2 separate regions of the Mus musculus genome follow, and region 2 is linked to region 1. Evidence: chromatin contacts called from public Hi-C data. All regions are on one chromosome and are shown on one strand. The core of a region is the stretch at or near the end of the contact, and the rest is flanking DNA. Distances in the headings are between cores, read along the strand shown.

Region 1 (4,104 bases), core at 1,362-3,861:
GGAGACCAAATGTCTCCGTCTGCTCTTCCTGCATCCCTCACATTTGCTAACTTCCTGGTGGCCATAGTGGCTCCTGTGGTTTCCTGAGCCATTTAAGTAACTCTGCTGGCCTCTCCAATTAGTCCGTAGGGCTGTGGGATGTGGCTCTGTTGGTAGAGTGTTGGCCTAGCACACAGCAAGCTCTGGGTTTCATCTTCATAAAGCAGGTGTAGAGTGGTGCAGCCTGTGATCTGAGCACTCTGGAGGTAGAGGCAGGAGGATCGGAAATTCAAAGTTGAGAGAGAACTAGTTGGTGGACTCACTAACTTCCAAAGGAACGAGGCTGAACACACACCTACAACACTATACCATGTAACCATGTCATCTTTAATAACTCCAGGAGTTTGGCCCTGTTATGGGTTTTACAGAGGCTCAAAGATCCTAGCAGGAAGATTTCTCTGTGTGAGAGTGGACCTGGTCTACATAATGAGCTCCAGGCCAGCCAGGGCTGCATAGTGAGACCTGGCCTCAAAAATAAACAAATATAAAACTCCTCAGGCAACCCCCACCCCCAAAACAGACACACTCAGCAGGAGCCAGAGACAGGAGACAGAGATTATTTGAGGCATGCTGGAGGTGGGGTGGGGGAAGATCAGTTAATAGGGTATTTGTTTCTTTGTGGGTCAGATGTCAATTTAACACAGGCATGTGTATGTGGAGACCAGAGGTCAGCCTTGGATGTTTGTTTCTCAGGACTTGTTTATCTTGCCTTCTGAAACCAGGCCTCTCATGGGGACCCAGATTTTGCTGATTAGATCGGGTGATCTGTGAGTCTCTGGGTGTGGCAGCCCCCCCCCCCCCCGCGTACCCCCCCCCTCACGTATTCCCTCCCTTCACGGCTTCAGGTAGGTGCTCGCTCTTGCAAGCCATGCTCTTCCCCCCACTGAGCTATTCCCACAGCCCAGGGGAGGGCTCCAACACAGCGTTCTGGGGTTGAAGATGTGCATCACTGCTTCCTGATGATGCGGGGTTTGTTAGTCCATTAAATCGCAGTTTCTAGGCTCTTCCTCGCAGCTACCGCTCTTTGAAACTCCAATGGCTGCAATCAAAGTTTTGAAAAATTTACAGCGAGTATAACACCGTTGAGAACAAGGCACGGGTATGGCTAGCGCCACGTGGCAGCTTGCCTAGGCTCACAGATGAAGAGAACACTGAATTTCAGTAGGAGACTATGAAATAAAAATGAAATTGTTTTTCCTGCTCGGAGGCTTCCTGAGTTAAGAGCCTCTCCTTTTTCACCTTATAGCAAAATAAACTGAGCAAAGTTATGTAAAAGCAAGAAGAATCACAAAATAAGGAATCTCTTATCTAGTTGACTCTGGTTTGTGTGTGTATATATATAAAACTGATAACCAACCAATCAAACAAACAAAAATCACTTTATGTCTATTAAGTACATCTAGAAAAATGTATAAGAATGTCTCAGCTGGAGAGCTAGATTGTGGATATTTGTAGTTCAAGCACTGAGGCGGGAGGGCAGCCAGGGCTACCGCGTAAGTTCTAAGTTACAATGTGAGACCTCATCGTTAAAAACAAACAAACAAGCAAACAGGCCGACAGACAGACAGACAAAAGAGGGGGAAGAAACTAAGAAAAGGAGAAAGGAGAAGGGTTCTGTATGAGTCCCTGCCGCTGCTAGTGACAGGAAAAGCGGATAGAGGAGCGACTCCTGAAAAAAGTCAAAGACCCTCTCTCCTGTACACAGTTCTCAGCGTCCGGGTGGTCTCGCTGGTTGGAAGTGGGGGCTGCCGTTCAGCGCGGTCCGAATTTTTTCCCTAATCAGCTGCTTGTGCCCCCTAGTCTGCCTGAAGCAATCCTGATCTTTTCTTTCCTCGTACGGGACTCTCGACTTGAATCCCTGGGTCCCAGTTATTCACCCAGGCCATATTCGCCTGACCCTTTGCAGCTGACCCTCTACGGAGAGCTGGGAGCAGAAACAACCGGAGCAACGGGAGGTGGACCCAGAGATTGACAGATCTCTGAAGCGGGACGTGCTTCAGCTGTGCCCGGTGGGCGCGACCAATCGGACTCAACAGCATCAACCCCCAGCATCATTGTCCGGGATAGGAGGGAGGAGACTCCATCGAGGCTTAGCCTTTGCGGTCCATAGGTGACAAATCTAGACTTCGGACGGCACGTGCTCCGTTTGCTCCACTCTCCATCCGGGACAAGGCTCTCGACCGCTGTCACCGTTTAAGCAATGTGTCACCCTGACAGTTGTTTGCTCAGATCCTTGAGTTCCAAGAATTAAGTTTAGACTAGAAGTTGGTCATAACCACTACGGTCAATTTCGCTTTATTTCCAAAGGGAATCTTGGGATTAACAAACTGACAGATAAAAACAACATACAAGTCGACCGCGGCAGGACTCGAACCTGCAATCTTCTGATCCGAAGTCAGACGCCTTATCCATTAGGCCACGCGGCCGCCAGCGAGAAGGTGCCTTTACTTAGCTTAAAGCGTGTAGCCGCCTTCAGGCTCGCGTCAGACTGGTCTATCTTTTCCGTGGGGAGGGAAGTAGCGGAGGACCTCACCCGGAAGTCCCTCTGCACCCCCGCGGGCGGGCGGCTCCATTGGCGGCGCTCTTATTGGACGCTCGGGGGAGTCTCCCGCCTGCCTCTGGGTAGCCGCGGGACCCAGTTCGCGCAGACGGGAAGTTGCGGCTGCTCCCGAGACCGCACGCCACCCTGAGGCTGCGTGGGCCGCGCGCCGCGGACGCCGCGTCGTCGCCGGGGCTGTGGGCTGCCGCAGAACGGGAAGCGCGAAGCGGACCGAGGTTTCCGGCGGGCTCGGCAGGGGGAGGGCCGGGCGCGGCTGCTCCCTCTCCACTCGGGAAGCCGGGCCGGGAGCAGGGCGGCGGCTGCGGCGGGGACCCTGTGTCCCGGCGTGCGGGGGTGGCCGCCGACGCCCCGACCAGGGCGCCCTAGGCCCGCCCGGGTGTGGGTGCGGACCCCGAGGCTGTGGCTCGTTCGGCGGGTTTCGAAGTTGGGGCGCTAGGCCCTCGGGCCGCCGGCGGGGTGGGACTGGCAACTGCTGTCTGCCGAGCGCCTACTGGGGTTAGGGCCACTCGACGAGCGCGCCCTCTGCCACTCTTACAGCAGTGGCCCGTGGCTCTAGAGTTCTTAACCCCATTTTACAGAGGAGGAGGTCGGGGCCTAAGGAGCTGGGCCAAGGTCACGCAGTTGGAGAGCCAGAACCCTGGTCTGTCTGCGTCTCCCCATTTCAGCATCTCCAGCGGCTTCTCCCAAGTTAACTGCCGAGCCGGTGTGGCCCTGTCCTCGGGAGGGGGCAGTGCCATTTCTTAAGGTTGTTGGAGGCGTAACAGAAAAATGTCCCTACTCCGCTCTGGCCTTTTGGCTAAGATCAAGTGGAGAAAATGCTTGTTTGGCACGCAGCAGATGTTTGTTGCGGGATAAGCGGTTTGTTCAAGTCCGTGACACTTGTAATAACACTTTTATCGTCTGTCTCCTTTAGGACTTGTGTGAGGAAGGCAGGCATGGTGAGACCTATTTCACTGACAGGAGCACAGAGAGGGGACGCGTCTCTCTCTGAGTCTTTCGGCCACTAAAAGCAGTCAAGCTGGAGCCCAAAGCCCGGTGCCCCGACTCACAGCGGGGGGCTCCCTGCACCAACCATGAGCCGCCTGCTCTGGAAGAAGGTGGCTGGCGCCAAGGTCGCCTCAGGGCCAGTACCAGCAACCGCGCGCTGGGTCTCCAGCTCCGTCCTCGACCCCGTCCCCAGCGACGGGCGGCCGCCGTCGCAAATGCCCTCCTCCGAGAATGGGCAGCTGCGGCTCAACCCTCTGCTCATCCAGATGTTGTCGAGAGGCCTGCACGAGCAGATCTTCGGGTGCGGCGGGGAAATGCCCGACGAGGCCGCGGTGCAGCGCAGCGTAGAGCACCTGCAGAAGCACGGGCTCTGGGGGCAGCCGGCCACGCCCTTGCCAGACGTGGAGCTGCGCCTGCCCCGGCTCTTCGGGGGCAACCTGGACCAGCACTTCCGCCTCCTGGCCCAGAAGCAGAGCCTGCCTTACTTGGAGGCGGCCGCCTCGTTATTGGAGGCCCAA
Region 2 (4,360 bases), core at 83-2,582, 4.4 Mb before region 1:
AATAACTTGACTCATAATTTATTCTGTAAACTATTGGGGTTTGGACGATAAATTTGAGGCCATCCAACTTATAAATAACACTTATAACTGGCTTAAAAATGTAGGACGTGGAGGTCCTACGAAGAGACAGAAGAACAAACATTTCCATTGGCTGAGCACACACTGGCAGTGCTGGGCACCAGCAGAAGACTTCAGGGCTCTTGAGAGAGTGCTTTACTGGGAGGAGGCCCAGGTGTTCCAGGAGTTTCTGGCAGACAAGGTCTGCACAAAGAAAGGGAGTGGGTGTGGCCAGTGGGTTTAGGGGACCTTCTCTTTTAGCCACTGCTGTTGTTAAGAGCCTAGGGAGTCACTTAGTCCACCTGGCCACAAAGCCCTATGGCACAGGCCTACAATCACCAACTACAGACCCTGAAGGAGGATCGCCAGAAGTTCAAAGCCTGTCTGCACAGTTAAATTAATAAATAAAAAGTACAGTAGCTCAAGGTCCTCCGTTTAATTCCTCGTTACAGGGCGGGGAGCCATCTGGGCCACCAGTTTCCCAGCCTGTAACCCAGAGATAACAGTGTTTACCTCCAGAGACTGGCTCTTTACTTAACAATGGTTGCTATTATTCCATTATATAGATGGAGTCAGGAAAGGGCGAACTGCTGATCAAGGCACATTGGAATTCTAGCCAGCTGGAACCGAGGTCACCATACACTACCTGACTACAGTAACTTGGGAGAGAAAACTTGCCCAAGGTCACACAACTCCTAAACGGCTGGGGGGGGGGGGGGTAAGACCAACCTCAGGGAGGGTCTATCACTGAGTCAAACAAGCTGTGGGGACTCAAGCGTGATCAGAGCTCCTTTTCACTGTTTCACGGAAACCCACCCACAGGAGAGGGTCCAACACAACAAAGGGCGGAGGAGGGCTTGCAAAAGTCATCGAATCTCAGAGGTGACTGGAATCCGGAGGCGGTGGGGAGATCCCGGGAGTAATGAGTGGCATCCTCCCCAAGCAAGCAAAACAGATCACCTTTTACACTAGCTCCCTCGGCAGGGAGGAAGCATCGAGTCCTGGGGCATGCTGAGAGCTTACGTAAGGCCACTAGCGGCTGCGCCCCGGTGTCCCCAGGGTATACACAGCGCCTGGGCGCGGAGCGAGGGCGGGCCTTCCCCACCACACACGCTTCCCAGCCTCTCCGGATGCAGGGACCACCGGCCCCAGGGCCGCAGCGTCGGGGCTGGGCGCGGCGTCCTCCCACGGCCCCCAGCTTCCCGGGGGAGGAGCAGCGCATCGCGCAAGCATCCGGGATCGGCGGAGGGGGCGGGAGGAAGGGCGAGAGGAGGAAGCGGGATTTAAACGAAAGGCGGTGACGCCACACAAAAGATTCCTATAGGCTCCGGGGAGGTTACGGCCGAGGTGGCGGCGGCGAGCCGGGGGCGAGGCGGACGCCAGGAGGCGAAAACTGCAACCGTGCGCGGGCAGGCGGGTGTCCCCTGGCCTGCGGTCTCCTCCCTTCCTTTCAGTTGCTCGGAGGTCGCTCGGAAGTTGCTGGTTGACAAACATGGCAGGAGTCCGGGCCCGGGTCGGCCTCCGCGACGCCGCGCTCACCTTCTGAGCCGACCACCCTGGGGCGTCGGATGCGCGGGGCCCGCGGGCTCTGCGGGGAAACACAGATGGAATCTCCACGACAGCCGGTCGCCGGCCGCAGGCCATTCAGGAGGGGAGGGCGTGCCGCCGCGGCGCCGGGCCGCGCACTCTGAACCGCCAGGCGGGAAGGCGCGGCCGCCCAGCACCCTGCGTTGCAGCCTCCCGCCCGACTGACTCCGCGCGGCCGCCACAGAGCCAGCCACGCCCTCGGCCCAGTGGCCGCCCAGCGCCCTAAGAGCCGGAGCAGGAGATGCGGCCGCGCGCCCCCGGGCGTCAGCTCCGGCCGCCGTCGCCAGCCTGTACCGTCTGGCGGGGTCGCCGCCCCTGAAGCCCACGTGCGCTGCTGAGCCGGATAGCCGCAGCGCAGCGGCTGACAGCAAAGCCTGCCGGGGCCGCCGCCCGCGCTCCTCTAGGAGCAGAGGATTTTGATTTCAAAGGAAGGAAGGAAGGAAGGACAACTCCCAGCCTCCCCGTCCCGCCCTCTCCGCTCCGGCGGCCCGGCCGGCCATGCCCAGGAAGGTGGCGACAGCCCGGCAGCGGGGACTTTTCTGGTAGGCTAGTGAAGAGGGGCGCGGACTAGGAGTCTGCCGTGCCCCGGCTCACGGTTCCCGCGAGCTACACAGCGCCCCGAAGAGCTTGCCGCGGGCTTGGGCCCGCCCTGCGACGCCCGGCCACCGGCCGCCGCCACCCGGATCTCTGTGCCCGCCGCGGTGGGTGGCATGATGGTGCGCGGAAGGCAGCGCGGCCCTGGCCAGCTGAGTCGCGGCGGCGGTGGTAGCGGGCTCCCCAGCGGCATGCCAGTGCCCCCTGGGCGCGATGGCTAGCGGCAGCGCCGGGAAGCCCACTGGCGAGGCGGCTTCTCCGGCTCCTGGGAGCGCCGTCGGCGGGGCCAGCTCGCAGCCGCGGAAGAGGCTGGTATCTATCTGTGATCACTGCAAGGGCAAGATGCAGCTGGTGGCCGACCTGCTGCTGCTGTCTAGCGAGGCGCGGCCGGTGCTCTTCGAAGGCCCCGCCTCCCCTGGCGCTGGTGCGGAGTCCTTCGAGCAGTGCCGGGACACCATCATCGCGCGCACTAAGGGGCTGTCCATCCTCACCCACGACGTGCAGAGCCAGCTCAACATGGGCCGCTTCGGAGAGGCGGGAGACAGTCTTGTGGAACTGGGCGACTTGGTGGTGTCGCTGACCGAGTGTTCTGCACATGCGGCCTACCTGGCAGCCGTGGCCACACCGGGCGCTCAACCTGCACAGCCAGGCCTTGTGGACCGCTACCGTGTGACACGCTGCCGCCACGAGGTAGAACAAGGCTGTGCTGTGCTGCGAGCCACCCCACTGGCGGACATGACCCCACAGCTGTTGCTGGAGGTGTCGCAGGGCCTGTCTCGAAACCTCAAGTTCCTGACGGATGCGTGCGCCCTGGCCAGTGACAAGTCACGGGACCGCTTCTCTCGCGAACAGTTCAAGCTGGGCGTCAAGTGCATGAGCACAAGTGCATCCGCGCTGTTAGCATGCGTACGCGAAGTGAAGGCGGCACCCAGCGAGCTGGCCCGCAGTCGTTGCGCGCTCTTCAGTGGGCCCTTGGTGCAGGCGGTGAGCGCTTTGGTGGGCTTTGCCACCGAGCCTCAATTCCTGGGTCGCGCAGCTGCCGTGAGCACTGAGGGCAAGGCGGTGCAGACCGCCATCCTGGGAGGTGCCATGAGTGTGGTGTCGGCCTGCGTGCTCTTGACCCAGTGCCTCAGGGATCTGGCGCAGCACCCAGATGGGAGCGCCAAGATGTCGGACCACAGGGAGAGGCTGAGGAACTCGGCCTGCGCCGTGTCTGAAGGCTGCACCCTGCTATCTCAGGCTTTAAGGGAAAGGTCTTCACCCAGGACTTTACCGCCAGTGAATTCCAATTCTGTGAATTAGCACTCCCCACGCTCCACCCCCACCCCAGCCCCTATACCTGTTTTCCACCCCAGGCTAAAGGAAGACACTTAACCCCTCCCCTCTCCATTTATACCAAAGAATCCATAGGTGATCCCCTCCCTCATGTTAAATGCTCAAGAGGAATTTTCCAGAAGGCAGGGCCATGCAATCATCAAGTACTCAGAGGGCCTGGGTGTCCACCAGCCCACTATAGGGACTCAGACACAGAGAAGATGGGTAGTCTGCTGGCTGCAGGGTTAACCCTACACACTCGAGCCCCTCAACTCAGTTATCAATTGGGCAGGAAAGAGGTCATGGGCTCATTTCTTCCTTCTTTTTAATTAATGAAAGGTTACCTCAGTTTTCCCTCCTTTAGACATGGATGTAGCTACCTTTTTGTATGTCGTTATTTTTGTTGAATTAGAGTATACATGGTGTGAAAAAGAGTATGACTTTGCCATATGATTTGCAAGTGGGGGGGAAAGCTACTGTGAGCGTGTGTTTTATTTTTTAAATTACACTATAGAGTGATTTCCCCCCCCCCCCAATGTCAAGTTTTTACCCTGCATGTACTGGAGTATTTATTTCATCTATTAAATTGTTATGTTTCTCAGATGGCTTTTCGCAGTTACTGTCTTTTCACTAACTGTGCATGCCGCCTGCCATCTGTGGGAAGGAGCTGTGGGGGGAAAAAGGTTTACATCCATTGGCAAGTGAATCCCCAGTGCCTAACCATTTCCACTCTAAAATTCCATTTTCCCTCTGGTATTATTCCTCTGAGCATCCTTGCACCCTAGAAAGACAAATGTATGTGATCTAT

The links. Hi-C and Micro-C count contacts between places; a contact is called where the count stands out from the background.
Region 2: a Hi-C map of regulatory T cells shows a contact between it and region 1, with 7 times the contacts expected there. The contact joins the promoter of Tlnrd1 here to the promoter of Polg in region 1. A contact is called at or near these places in 3 of 484 Hi-C or Micro-C datasets (CD4 T cells, CD8 T cells and regulatory T cells).

What each region holds. Positions count from the first base shown.
Region 1 is chr7:79,464,780-79,468,883 of GRCm38.p6, reverse strand. It overlaps Polg (polymerase (DNA directed), gamma), which reads left to right and starts at 2,611. Exons shown (of 23, transcript NM_017462.3): 1 at 2,611-2,814; 2 at 3,513-4,104. The coding sequence starts at 3,673. n-TRtcg5 (a tRNA gene) reads right to left here and starts at 2,465; the gene lies at 2,393-2,465.
Region 2 is chr7:83,881,313-83,885,672 of GRCm38.p6, reverse strand. It overlaps Tlnrd1 (talin rod domain containing 1), which reads left to right and starts at 1,332. Exons shown (of 1, transcript NM_030705.4): 1 at 1,332-4,360. The coding sequence starts at 2,452. The coding sequence ends at 3,540. It also overlaps a transcript of Mesd not described here.